Linked DNA regions of Sus scrofa: region 2 is linked to region 1. A link is a contact called in public Hi-C data. All regions are on one chromosome and are shown on one strand. The core of a region is the stretch at or near the end of the contact, and the rest is flanking DNA. Distances in the headings are between cores, read along the strand shown.

Region 1 (5,763 bases), core at 1,986-4,485:
AAGGCCTTGTGACTTTTCAACCTCACAGGAGAAGGGCCCACTTCACGGTCTAACTGGAATTCCAAAGAGCCTAAGTGCTTTTCACTTACTGCTCAGGACATAACCACACGCGTACCAGTCACGCTCATGGGGACTCTGTGGTCAGGGAACACCAGGTCCCCAAGCCGAGCATCTGGCCAGGCATCATACAGGCTGTGTGGTGGTTTTGGCATCAGAAGGATCCAGCTTCAAACCCTGGGCTGCCACCTCAAGTTCTGTGCCCTTAGGCAGATCTTATAGCCTTTTTATACTTAGCTTCCTCTTTGGTAAAATGAGGACGCTAATGTCTCATGGGGTGCTTGTGAGGGCTAAAGATCCTATCTACCACCACCAGCCATGCGGTGACACCATATGAATTGTAGCTGTTACCACTACAGGCCCAGGCTGGCACATTGCCAGAATGTAAATTCCATATTCTTCCCACGAATCAAAATACTACTCCAACTTCTACTACCTACTCTTCATCCACACGGACTTGTGCCAGGAACTTAACTAGGTACTCTTCCTGCATAATCTCATTTTACAGCCAATAACCCCACAAGGTACCATTTGTAGGTCCACGTTCTAGCTGAGAGCAAGGAGACTTAATGAGGTTCCACTGAGTAAGCCCAAGGACACAAAATAAGTGGCTGACCCTGGGTGAGGGCTGTGGAAGCCGGCCACACTCCTTCCACAGCATAAACCAACCCTGCCCTTCCCCCCTCAGATCCGCCCTTCCTTCCCATCCACTTGCTCTCCTCGCAGGGGTCCACCAGGCCTGCAGCCTCGCCCAGCACACCAGCCTTTGGGTCAGAGGCATGGGTGCTGAGATGGGAGCCTCAGTCTGTCCTGCTCAGAAAACTGCCTCTGGTCCTTGCCTGAGCGCCATCCCTGGAAGCTTAGTTCAGGATATTTGAGACAGAAACTTGTTCCACATTTAAAAAAAAATGGCCACAGGCCCTTTGCTTCAGAGGGATATGCTTGGTTGAGACTCACAAAGGGGTCCCGGGGGGCCTTGAGAGCGGCTGTAGCTCCTGCCCGTTTCCCTACGCCAAGACCTGGTTGCTAAATGCTCTATTTACGTACAGAAAATCCCTGAAAAGGGAAAAGATGAACTCTGTGACCTGGAAAAATCACTTGAAGAAGTTCACGCTCTGAGCTTGCGACCCTCTCCTACCCAGTCGGGAGGAAACACGCTGACCCTACCGACACCTGCTCTGGCCAGAGCCCTCCAGGCGCCTGCGCCCTTCTCTCCCTCCGAGGCCATGAGACTTGGCCCGACTTCCCTTCCCCCCTGAGCTATGAAACGTTTCCAAAGACGCAACACTGGCACTCCTTGAGCTTAGCTTTGAAAAGGACAAGAGAAGCCTTCCTCCTGTTTTCAATGACCTGACTGATAAAATCTCTACACATTTTTCAAGTCTACCTGGCTGGCGGATTGGAGAGACGGGCCTGGAAACTTCCAGAACAGCATCTGTGTCGGGAAGAACTCCCCTCAGGGACCGCTTGGGCACTGCCTCAGCTGCGCATGCGTCCTGACGCCCCACGTTGGACGGTGGCCGGCGAGGATTTCAGAAGCGCGGTACCTGCCACCGGGCCTCCTGGAGTCCCATACTGACTACCTGCCTTCCCTCAGGGTTGCTGCCGTGTCCCTCCGCCACGTGAGCTGAGCCAAGTCCAAGGCAGGCGACATTTCCATGCAAAAAAGCAGGACTAGTAGGGCTGGACTAGGAAGAGCCATTGCCTGCTTCCCACTTGGGCTCCGCCCTTGGGGTCCGCATGTCAGGGACGCATGCGCGGCAGCCCTACCTAGGTAGGCTGGAAAACCTGTTGAGCTCCCCTGTCCTAAGACTACGTTCAGGATCTTTCCTTCAGCCTGAAGTTAGCAGTTAGGCAGAAGAGGGCTGACCTTTGGAGGAGCAGGTTTCATAAAATAAATAAACTGGATGACGGCATATAAAAGTTACAAACTTCCTTAGGATGCCATATGCGAGCAACTTGTAAACAGCCCATAAATATCACCTGCTGGGCACGAAGCAAGGTGGCTGATGCAGAATTCTGCACGAACACATTTTCTGCAACAGGGAGCATCTGGTAAGGACAATTTAGACTCTGGTTGGCACACGAGGACAGTGATAAAACCTGTTACGACTGACTTGTGTCTGCAGTTGTGGATCGTGAGTCGCTCTCCCTGGGTGTGGATATAGAGCCGTCTAGTGTGATCCAGGGGTCGCTTGGGGGCTGAGTGGTGCCAGCAGTGGGATTGGAAAAGGAGCGCAGCATTTGGCGGGGACTCCCACATCACAAGTGGGATTTCACCAGCCACCACCACCGCCCAGTTTTTGCAGCAGGAAAAACTGAACCTTTCATAGTAGTGTCAGATTTTTGAGCCATTTTCTTTTCTTCTCGCTTTTTTTTTTTTTTTTTTTTTCAATTTTCTTTTTACAGCTGAAGATGGAAGTTCCCCGGCTAGGGCTCTAATCAGGCTGCAGCTGCAGACCTATGCCACAGCCACACCAGTGCCGGATCTTTAACCACTGAGCAAGGCCAGAGATCAAACCACATCATTATGAACACTATGTCCGGTTCTTAACCCACTGAGCCACACTGGAAACTCCTTTAAAAAATTTTAGTCATTTTTTAAAGGTTCACATCTATGTCGCGCTTAGAGAACAGCATGTAGAAAAAAAGCATTGTGAATAGCGACTGTGACCTCTACCCACGCTTGTCTTCGGTCTCCTAAATATAAATTCCAGAATACTTTATTCTACAAAGGATTCAGTTTCTTCCATAGAAAATAATAATGAGAAGGATGAATGAAGTTTGGTGGTCTTTTCTCCCGAACACACTTAGCACAGAATCTTCACGTAGAAAAAATACTTCCAATTTCTCCAAAGTGGAGAATAATTATGACAAGAGAAACAGAACTGAAGAAAAGGTGGGCTAATGGGTTTTTTTTCCCTACAAACATGTACACAAGGTAGACATATTTTAGTGCCATTCTCTCCCCTCCTCCCAGCACAAACCTTTCCAATTATACTTTTAATCAAGAATTCCTTCTTATGTTGTGACTTCCTGCCCCTCTGGGTTCCTATGATATACAGTTTCCATCCTGGTCTCATCCTGTTTGGCCCCTTTGCGTAAAAGCTAAGGAGCCTGGCCCAGGGCCTGCCAGGGCTTTTCAAAGCCCCAGCAGTCTGTAAACAGGAAAGATTTCCTCTCAGGCGGAGGGCCCCTCCTTGATCAAAAGATGGCTCTGGGATAAGGACTTCCCCCCAATTTTCAGCCATTAGCACTTTGAGATCAGATGCCCTCATGGAGGGCACATCGCTAGCCATCCATGGCAGAGGGGCCGGGCATCCTGCCAGAAGTCCGAGGGCCACACAGAAAATGCAGGAAGAAACATTTGCAGCTGCTCCGTCTGTTCAGGAGGAGGGAGGGGCTGGAGAAACATAAATATCTCCTCTGCGCAATGGCCCCGGCTACTTGACAGCCAGGGAGGGCAAGCTGATCAGACTTCAGTGCAAGGAAGGGGGACAGGGGAGCTCCCCAAATTTGGAAATCATCACTCCACACAAAAAGGCTGCTTTTATCCCCATGGTTAGTAAGTGGCTGGAGGCCACTTTAAAACTGTTTTTGAGAAAAGGGAGCATAGCCAATGACATTAGCTGGAGATATGTGTAAAAGTTCTGGTTATGCCTGTCTTAGAGTCAACTTTCTTGCTTTAGAGCCACAGTTCCCGTTAGCAAAGCTGACGAGATCTTTCTCCAAGGCGGCTCAGTTTCTCTCTATCATTTCAGCAGCATCTATCAAATTCGGGCAAAATCTGCCCCTCAGCAGTCAGCATATTTTGCATTCCTTTCTAGTTAATCACACCATCAGTGAACCTCAGTGTCTATGGGTGAAATGCCACGGAAGCCCAATCAAGCCATCCTGCATCTTTTTTCTAAGTTGGGCCAACAGATCAAAGTCTGTGCCAAAACAAACAAATAAACAAACATTTTTAAAAGACCTGCTTTCCAGCACTGGTCTTATCTAGAAAGCTCCTTCTTTTTAATTACCTGACAAGGGAAAGGAGGGCTTTGAGTTCTTATCCACCCTTCTCTGTGACTCTCGGCGGGCACTGCCAGACTGCCTGGTTTCATTTGCTTTCTCCTTATTTGGATAATCTCCATTTTCTGAAAGATTCCAAACTTGCAAATCCCAGAGGAGGATGAGACCATTGTTGGCCTCTCCCTTCCACGCTCAACTCCACGTTTAAACTCTACCTTATTTCTTTCCAACTGACAGTGATCATTATACTGTAGAGAAGGGATGAGGCCAAACTTTGGCAAGGTGAAAGGGTTTCACTACATGTAAGTCGGGTTTCAGTTTCAGATCTTCTAAGTCAGAGGCTGGTGGTTAATAAAGAAGAAGTCAATGTGAAATGTGATGGAGGTGATGAGAGGAAAATGAAAGTCTGCCCACACAGAACAGAAGTGAGCAACGACTTAGAAAACACCGCCCTCAACCGTTGGCCATAGCCTTCACCATCGTAAACAGTAAATCATCTGTTTATAAGTCCTGCCTCCCCCATTCGCTGTAACCCCATCCAAGGACAACAAACAAGGCATTCTTGATCATTCTGTGTCTGATCCTCACTAGTGATACCGGCATATGATATACGTGCCTCCCCCCAGTTTTGTTTTTGTTTTTGTTTTTTTTTAAACTAAATACTGGCCTGGGGAAGAAATACTGGCCTGGGGATGAAAAAGAAGAAATGAAATTTTTTTTCCCCAAATTTTGAGAATCTGTTTTTCCATCAAGATATAAATGGGGGATTTAACCAAATCACATGACGGAACAAACATTTCCTGTGTGATATTCAGCCGTTCTTGGGAAATAACTAAATGAAATTTGGTTAACACATAAACCAAGGTCGAAGAGAAAATAACTGAAACATATTATAATCATTAGTTTAGGAATAGACCGAGACATTTTCATTAAATACTTTCCATTTTTGGCCTCCATTCCTTTTTCTTTCACTGATTTGCTTTTCTTTATTTGAATAGAATTCCTACCCCCAGAAATACTGTATCATCACTACCAAAAAAAAAAAAAAAAAAAAGAGAGAGAGAGACAGAAAGCTAAGAGAGTGGAAAAGAAAACAAACACCACATAAGAGACCTTGGTAACATTTTCTTCTCCTCTGATGTTCTCGGTCAGCCACTTATGTCCTGCTCCAATTATTATTATTTAAAATTTTTAAAAATTTTAGTACAGTGAATTTACAATGTCATGTTAGTTTCAGGTGCACAGCAACGTATTTCAGTTACACATACACACACACACACAGGTTCTTTTTCAGATTCTTTTCCATTATAGGTTATTACAAGATATTGAGTCGAGTTCTCTATGCTGTACAGTAGATCCTTGTTGTTTACCTATTCTATTCCAGCGGTGTATATATGCTAATCCCAAACTCCTAATTTATTCCCCCCCCCCGCAAGCCTCCAATTTTGCCTCACTGGTCCCTTTACTCTTCAGCACCTACTCTACCATGACTGTTCCCTACCAGCCATCCCAAGTGCCGTTATCCAATGCAAACTTAGTTTCAAGATAAGCTGTGTCTTTCATTGCTCTGGGGAATGGAATGAAACAACTCCATCTAAACCAACAGCCATATGGTTGGCATTCAATCTGCTCATCTCCTTTTATTTGGGGACCTATTCGGTCTAGGCCTGAATCTTTTCAGAAATGCACAGC
Region 2 (5,763 bases), core at 1,840-4,339, 640 kb after region 1:
CCTACCATATTGATGGGATTATTGTGCAGATACTGGCCTGGCACACAATTGGTGTGCAAAATTACTGCTGACACAACATAAATAGTCCTGGCTTGACCAGTCTCTTCTGAGAACGTTCTCCAGTGTTTTTTGTTTTAACAGGTCATTAGCTTCTTGAGACCCTTCAAGCTAAAGTGCTAAGACCAATGAGAAGGGCAGGGCAATTATAAACACGGATCAGTCAGCTTTGAAGCCTTAACTCAGTGGGAAGCTATGATCCAATTAACCAACGTGTGGTTGGTAGATGGCGGTGCAAAAATACAAATCTGCATGATGCCCGTTTTGCAAACTAAAGCACATGCATATGCTGAAATTCAAAGGGAGGCTGAGATGAAGCTTCAGGCTCATAAAATCTCGCCTTAAAGAGCTGCATTAGAAAAGAAGCTTCAAACCATAAAGGGTGCTTTTCAGAAGGTAAATACAACCAAGAGTCCCATTGCCAGAATGTGTACTTATTTCTCAGTATGTGTCCAGCAAATAAATTCAAAGTTTACTACTATTTACAAATTTGCTTTGCTTTATTTCCTCCGAAGTCAACGAGCACCTGACATCTACTGTTCTTGATAGCCAGAGGTAACAAGGCCCAGCTTTCTGGAACCTGTTGACATCTACTTACGTGGGATCGCTATCCAGCTTCATCATTCAGGACATCCCTACAGGAAACATTGTGTTTGACCTCTAGGCAAATAACACTGGCACTTTCAGTCACAGCTACTGACACGGCATCTGAAAGCCCTGAACGCAGGCATAGCTCCAGATTTTAAAACCCAGCTTCTTCCAAAGGCAGGGGAAGGATAAAGAAGTTGCACATTTGGAAACAAGATTCGTCCTCAGAAATTGCCCCAACTTATCATGTCAGGGTCAACTAAACGTGTCAGATAAGAATTTGGTGAATTTACTTCGGCTGACACCGCTCTCCTTCGGAGTCCACGGCTGCTAAAAAGCCAGATGTTTTCAATCTGCGAAGCTCAACACCATGGCATGGCAAACCCAGCTGGCAACAGCCTGAAAGAAAGCGTGTGTCTTGCTGGGAGGAGTCCCAGCCCTGGCGTGTTTGATCTTTTGCACACACCAAACAGCGCTCTCCTCTTGCTGAAGTCCACGCCTGTGTCACTGCCTGGCGAAGCCAGCTCCACCAAGACGTGGCATCATCTCATCTTTTTTTCCCAGAGTTCAAAAATGCTTGAAAAAAAAAACAAAAACGTTTTCTTCCAATAGCTCTCTCCCTATACACCAGTTAACTTGAAAGTAACATAAAAATGATTTAAACTCCCTCTCAATGACTTAACCATTTCGTCTGCCTTGTACCATGGTACTGACATACACGTGGGTGAACCCAGATACATCTTGGCAGTTCATACACTGCTAGTTCTCACTCTTGGAAAAACCCAGATTGAAGTTGGTTGAGCACCAATCTATAAAGGAATGTGGTACCATTACTCGAATTTTGAAAAGCGCTAACACAATAGGAATCCATCACAGGAAACAACAGCTATGCCCAGCTCTCAAACATTTCAGAAGTACCCGTCTGCTCTAGGGGATGTGGGCAGAAGCTCATGAACAAATCCTATCTCTTCAGCACAAAGGCAGCGCTTTGCTGGTCTAGGGTCATACTGTACTTCTTTTAAAAAACTGTTTCTTTTTTAAAAAAAAGTGAAAACCTGAATTTTTCACAACGTCCAACACGCCTTCTAAGAGGCCAGAATCAGTGCTATTTAACTGCACATAAATGGGATCTTTGATGTGACATCACTGCTTTCTTCCATGTAAAGTGTGTCTTCCTCATAAGAAATTCAAGTCCATAATGTTTATTGGTAAATTACACTCAAGTTGCAAAAACATTCCAATGATCTCTGCCAGATAAGCAAGCTAGGGAAACAAAAATACTCACCTGACACGGGGAGAATAAAGAAAATAGCACGGAGCTGCTAGACTATGGGGCGGGAACTGCTTTTCTCATATTTAAGTCCTTGGGGATAATCCCAATGTCTAATAGGAAGTGAAAATTCAAAGACCCGTGTTTGTCAAATAAAGCAGTGATTGAGGGAATAAATCAATGAACAAATGACTCTCTGAACAGACTATTAAAATAGCTACAGAAATACTACTTTCCAGTACATTCTGGCTGCCTGTCCTCCTACCCTGGGCAGATCTTCACTCTGGGGTTTCAAACCAAGTACCAGCAGAGCTTTGCCAACACAGAGGGAACAGCAAGAGGCAAAACAGCCACATGGCACATTTCGTGACAGATGCCTGCCATCAGAGGAGAGAAACTCAACTCTTCGTGGCTAAACCTTCAACCCTGGTCAGAATATCCAGGCTTACTTCCCCCACAGGCTGATCCACATTCTACCTTCGTGGCTCTTTCGCATAAAAATTCCACGTAAACTCCTCGGCTCCCAAGCCAGCGGTGTTCTCCGACCAGCTCCGCGTCCCCAGTCTGGCAAGCTTCTCTCCGTGATTAGTTACCGAAGACGCCCCCTGGCTCGCAGGGGGGGGTTTAGAGAATTAATTAATGTTTGCAAAGTGCTTGTAGATCCACAAGCCAAGGGGTATTATATAAATGCAAAGTATTAGCATTAGTCTCTTTTCCAAAGGGGCAGACGGCCCAGAGCACTTATTCAAGCCTTCTAAGAAAACCAAGGCCCCCGAACTAGGTCTTCCTCTGTTAAAGGGGTGGTGGATTTACAACCCTAATCACCGACGCCTGCACATCAACCTGCCCAGGCCTTTGGGTTTTTAAGTTTTTTATTTTTTCTCCAGGCTCTGCTTGGGGACCCTCAGTTCTTAGGCTCCAAAGCCTGCAAAAGAGATCAGAACTTATCATGAAAAGCAAATTCCCTCCTCCAGAAAGGGGTTTCACATCTCACTTCCTCATCATCAGGAGGAGATAAGACAGAGGTCCCGGCTTTTTGGAAAGTTCGCTGTGTCCCTTGGTGGACAGGGGAGGCCCTGGCCAAATTCCTCTTTGAGTGATTACATTCTGCTCACCCCAAGGTCTCCTGCTGTTCCCACTGTGGGCAGTATTTATTGTCACTTCCTGCCCTTGATGGTTGTGCAAGCTTCCTCTGTCCTGTTTAAACAAGTGCTGTGTGTCACCTGCCGTAGCGCCTCCTCTGGATTAAGGAGAACAGGCCACCAACACCGTGGCCATCACTTTTAGGGCCTGGACCTGTGGTTTATTTTGATACATAGATTGGAGGAGCCATTGATGTATCATGTTTACACATGTACTTTCTGCCTCTATCCCTGTTATTTTCACTATAAACCTGGGAAAACCGTTGGGAGGTTATGTAAGCACTACCCTGGGTCCTGATCCGCAAATATCTTAGGCAACGTTTATTGGTCATTGAGAATTCCATTCCTCCGTGCTGAAAAAAACACTCTCTCCTAGCATGTCACTGGTATTATGCAAAGTTAGGGCACGCTGTCATATAGGTCTCCCAACATTAGAGGAAGGAGAAAAAGCTTTAAATGCGTCTTCTTGTATATGTAAAAAAGAAACAAAACCAAAACATGAATGGAAAAAAAAAAAAACAACCATTTTAAGTAATGCCTTCATTTGCGGGATCTTTATTGAACGTCTCTATAAACCCAGACATGGCATTTATTTTAGGATATTTTTCTTTCTCACATGCCAGCTCTAGGACACTTAAGGAACTTAGATAAGAAGGTGACAAGACGAGCTCAGGGCTTCATCTCAGAACCGGAACAGTTATGGGGAAACTGGATGGGCCCCGGAGTAGGTGAGGAGGAACGAAGATTGAAAAAATAAATAAATAAATAACATCTTACGCGTTGTATTACACACACACATGTGCGTACATATTGTGTACTATAGAGTGTCACGGTTTAGAAAGGGCTTTGAGATGTCCCCCACGTAACTCTCACAACAACCCCACAAGGCAAGTAGTATACCCATTTGACAGATGGGAAAACTCCGCCTCCAAGGAGTGGGAGACACGCCTGAGAGCGCAGAGCTGGTCACGGTGCCTGAGCTGAACGTGGGCCGGGGAGCTCCTTCTCCAGGGGGACGGGGAGAAGGCTCGGCCTGTCACCCGTACCTCGCCGGACAACTGTGGGCCTGGAGGAAGACGAGGGGAGAAATGCAGGCGGAGCTGGGGTGGGGGGCAATGTTCGCGGAGAGGAGACTCGACCTTCCAGCCTCCCGCCAGCGCCCGGATCAGACAGGCTTCCCAGGGTTACAGGCGTCCGCACGCGCTTCCTGACCCTCCGTCACTTCCTCCCTGCGGCAGTGACTGTGGAGGTCCCCTGGCCGCCCCTGGCTCCTCTGAGTCTCATTCTGGAGGAAGTCAGCCCAGAGACCAGCACGGGCCCCAGATCAGATGCCTCCGTTTCCCTCTGGTCAGCCTAGAGTTTTCATCCCCAGAAAACAGCTCGTGGGGGGGTGGGGGTAGGTAAGGGCCCGTGTGACCCGTCACCCTCAACTTCCTCACTGGACGGCTAGGGTCCAGCCTCCGCCTGCCCCCGCCCGGCCCATCTCTCCTGGATCCTTAACGCCAGATGTCTCCCCTCTGCTCCAACCCATCCCAGCAGGACTGCGACTTCCTGTGGGCAGAAGCCAGGCTTCGCTAGAGGGCTAATTCCAAGCCAGAAGATCCAAAACTGCCTACTGAATTAGAACGATCCAAAACTGCCTATTGAATTAGCCCTAAAAAACCCAAGCGCTCTCAGAACCCTCCTTTGCTCTCTCCCACTGTTTCACCGAGAGGATGAAGTCCATTCAAGGTGTGAGAACATTTCCTTCTGGAGACATAGCCCCGCATCGGCTGCCACAATGAGCTGGAATTCAGCCGATTGGTATGTGGAGCCCTGGGCTCGAGCTTCGGTGCCCCGGGAGGGCCTGGGGTCAGGAGTGGAGGCACTTAAAGGACTGGCCTTGCACATTTGGCCATTTAAAGATGCTACAAGAGCAGCAAGGGGCAGGGTCTCAGGCAAGAAGCCTAACAGCGCGCCTGATGCTCCTACGATGCCAATGCAGGCAAATGTCATTGAATGTTTCCATCTGTTAGAACCGAGTCTGGAAGGCCCAGGCCCAGGCCCACGCATTCCTGTACCCTCCACAAGCCCTGGGAAGCTCTGCCTGGGAACAGGCTCACTGCTGGTGCTGATCGTTTTCCTCCACATGGCCTCTCAAAGAAAAACAAACGAGCAAACCACAGCATTCATCAAGACGCTGCCCCAAAAGGGCAAAACACAGAACCCCAAGTTGGAAAGCCTCAGCCTAGGGAAGCCACAAAGCATCTCCAACATCTCTTTCTGCGATCCCCGTCTCCCCGTTTTCAGGGTACACTGACTTCCTTGACAGTCGCACCCACAACAGTACCTGCTTTCCAACGGAAGGGAAATTAGTAATGTGTCCCTTCCTTTGCCAGGGCAGGGCTAACGATCCCCTCCAAAGTGAAGCCACCAGGTTTGGTTTTTAAAGGCATTTGCCTAATTCACCTTAATCCACTTAGTCAATCAAAGATGAGCTGCAGAGTATCCCTTTCCCACGGCAACAAGAAGCCTCCTGTCGCCCATATTTACTGGGACAGCCGAGTAAATATGGCTGGGAAAGGTGGATGGAGCAGCAGATAATTAAAGTGCTCAGGACCACTCGCTCATTGATTTTCCTCTTGTAAAGGTAGCTCAATTGAAATGTTCAGAATAAATCATGTGTTAGGATTATCTTCTGAAGAAAGAGCTGAGAGCCTATTGATT

What was found. A called contact is a pair of places that touch in the nucleus more often than the background predicts.
Region 2: a Hi-C map of liver shows a contact between it and region 1, with 4 times the contacts expected there. The contact joins two enhancer-like sites. A contact is called at or near these places in 2 of 47 Hi-C or Micro-C datasets (epiblast stem cells and liver) and 1 of 2 datasets of contacts at active chromatin or transcription factors (skeletal muscle).

The regions. Positions count from the first base shown.
Region 1 is chr10:56,396,631-56,402,393 of Sscrofa11.1, forward strand. The region is part of intron 3 of NRP1 (neuropilin-1); the gene reads right to left. Among named protein-coding and RNA genes, the nearest start is that of NRP1, 31 kb to the right of the region's middle. Within about 2 kb of position 3,236, at least 36 of the 83 cell types and tissues checked have an H3K27ac peak or open chromatin away from gene starts, as enhancers often do. A contact at or near this core is called in liver, where this site is marked.
Region 2 is chr10:57,041,417-57,047,179 of Sscrofa11.1, forward strand. The region is part of intron 23 of PARD3 (partitioning defective 3 homolog); the gene reads right to left. Among named protein-coding and RNA genes, the nearest start is that of PARD3, 560 kb to the right of the region's middle. Within about 2 kb of position 3,090, at least 3 of the 83 cell types and tissues checked have an H3K27ac peak or open chromatin away from gene starts, as enhancers often do. A contact at or near this core is called in liver, where this site is marked.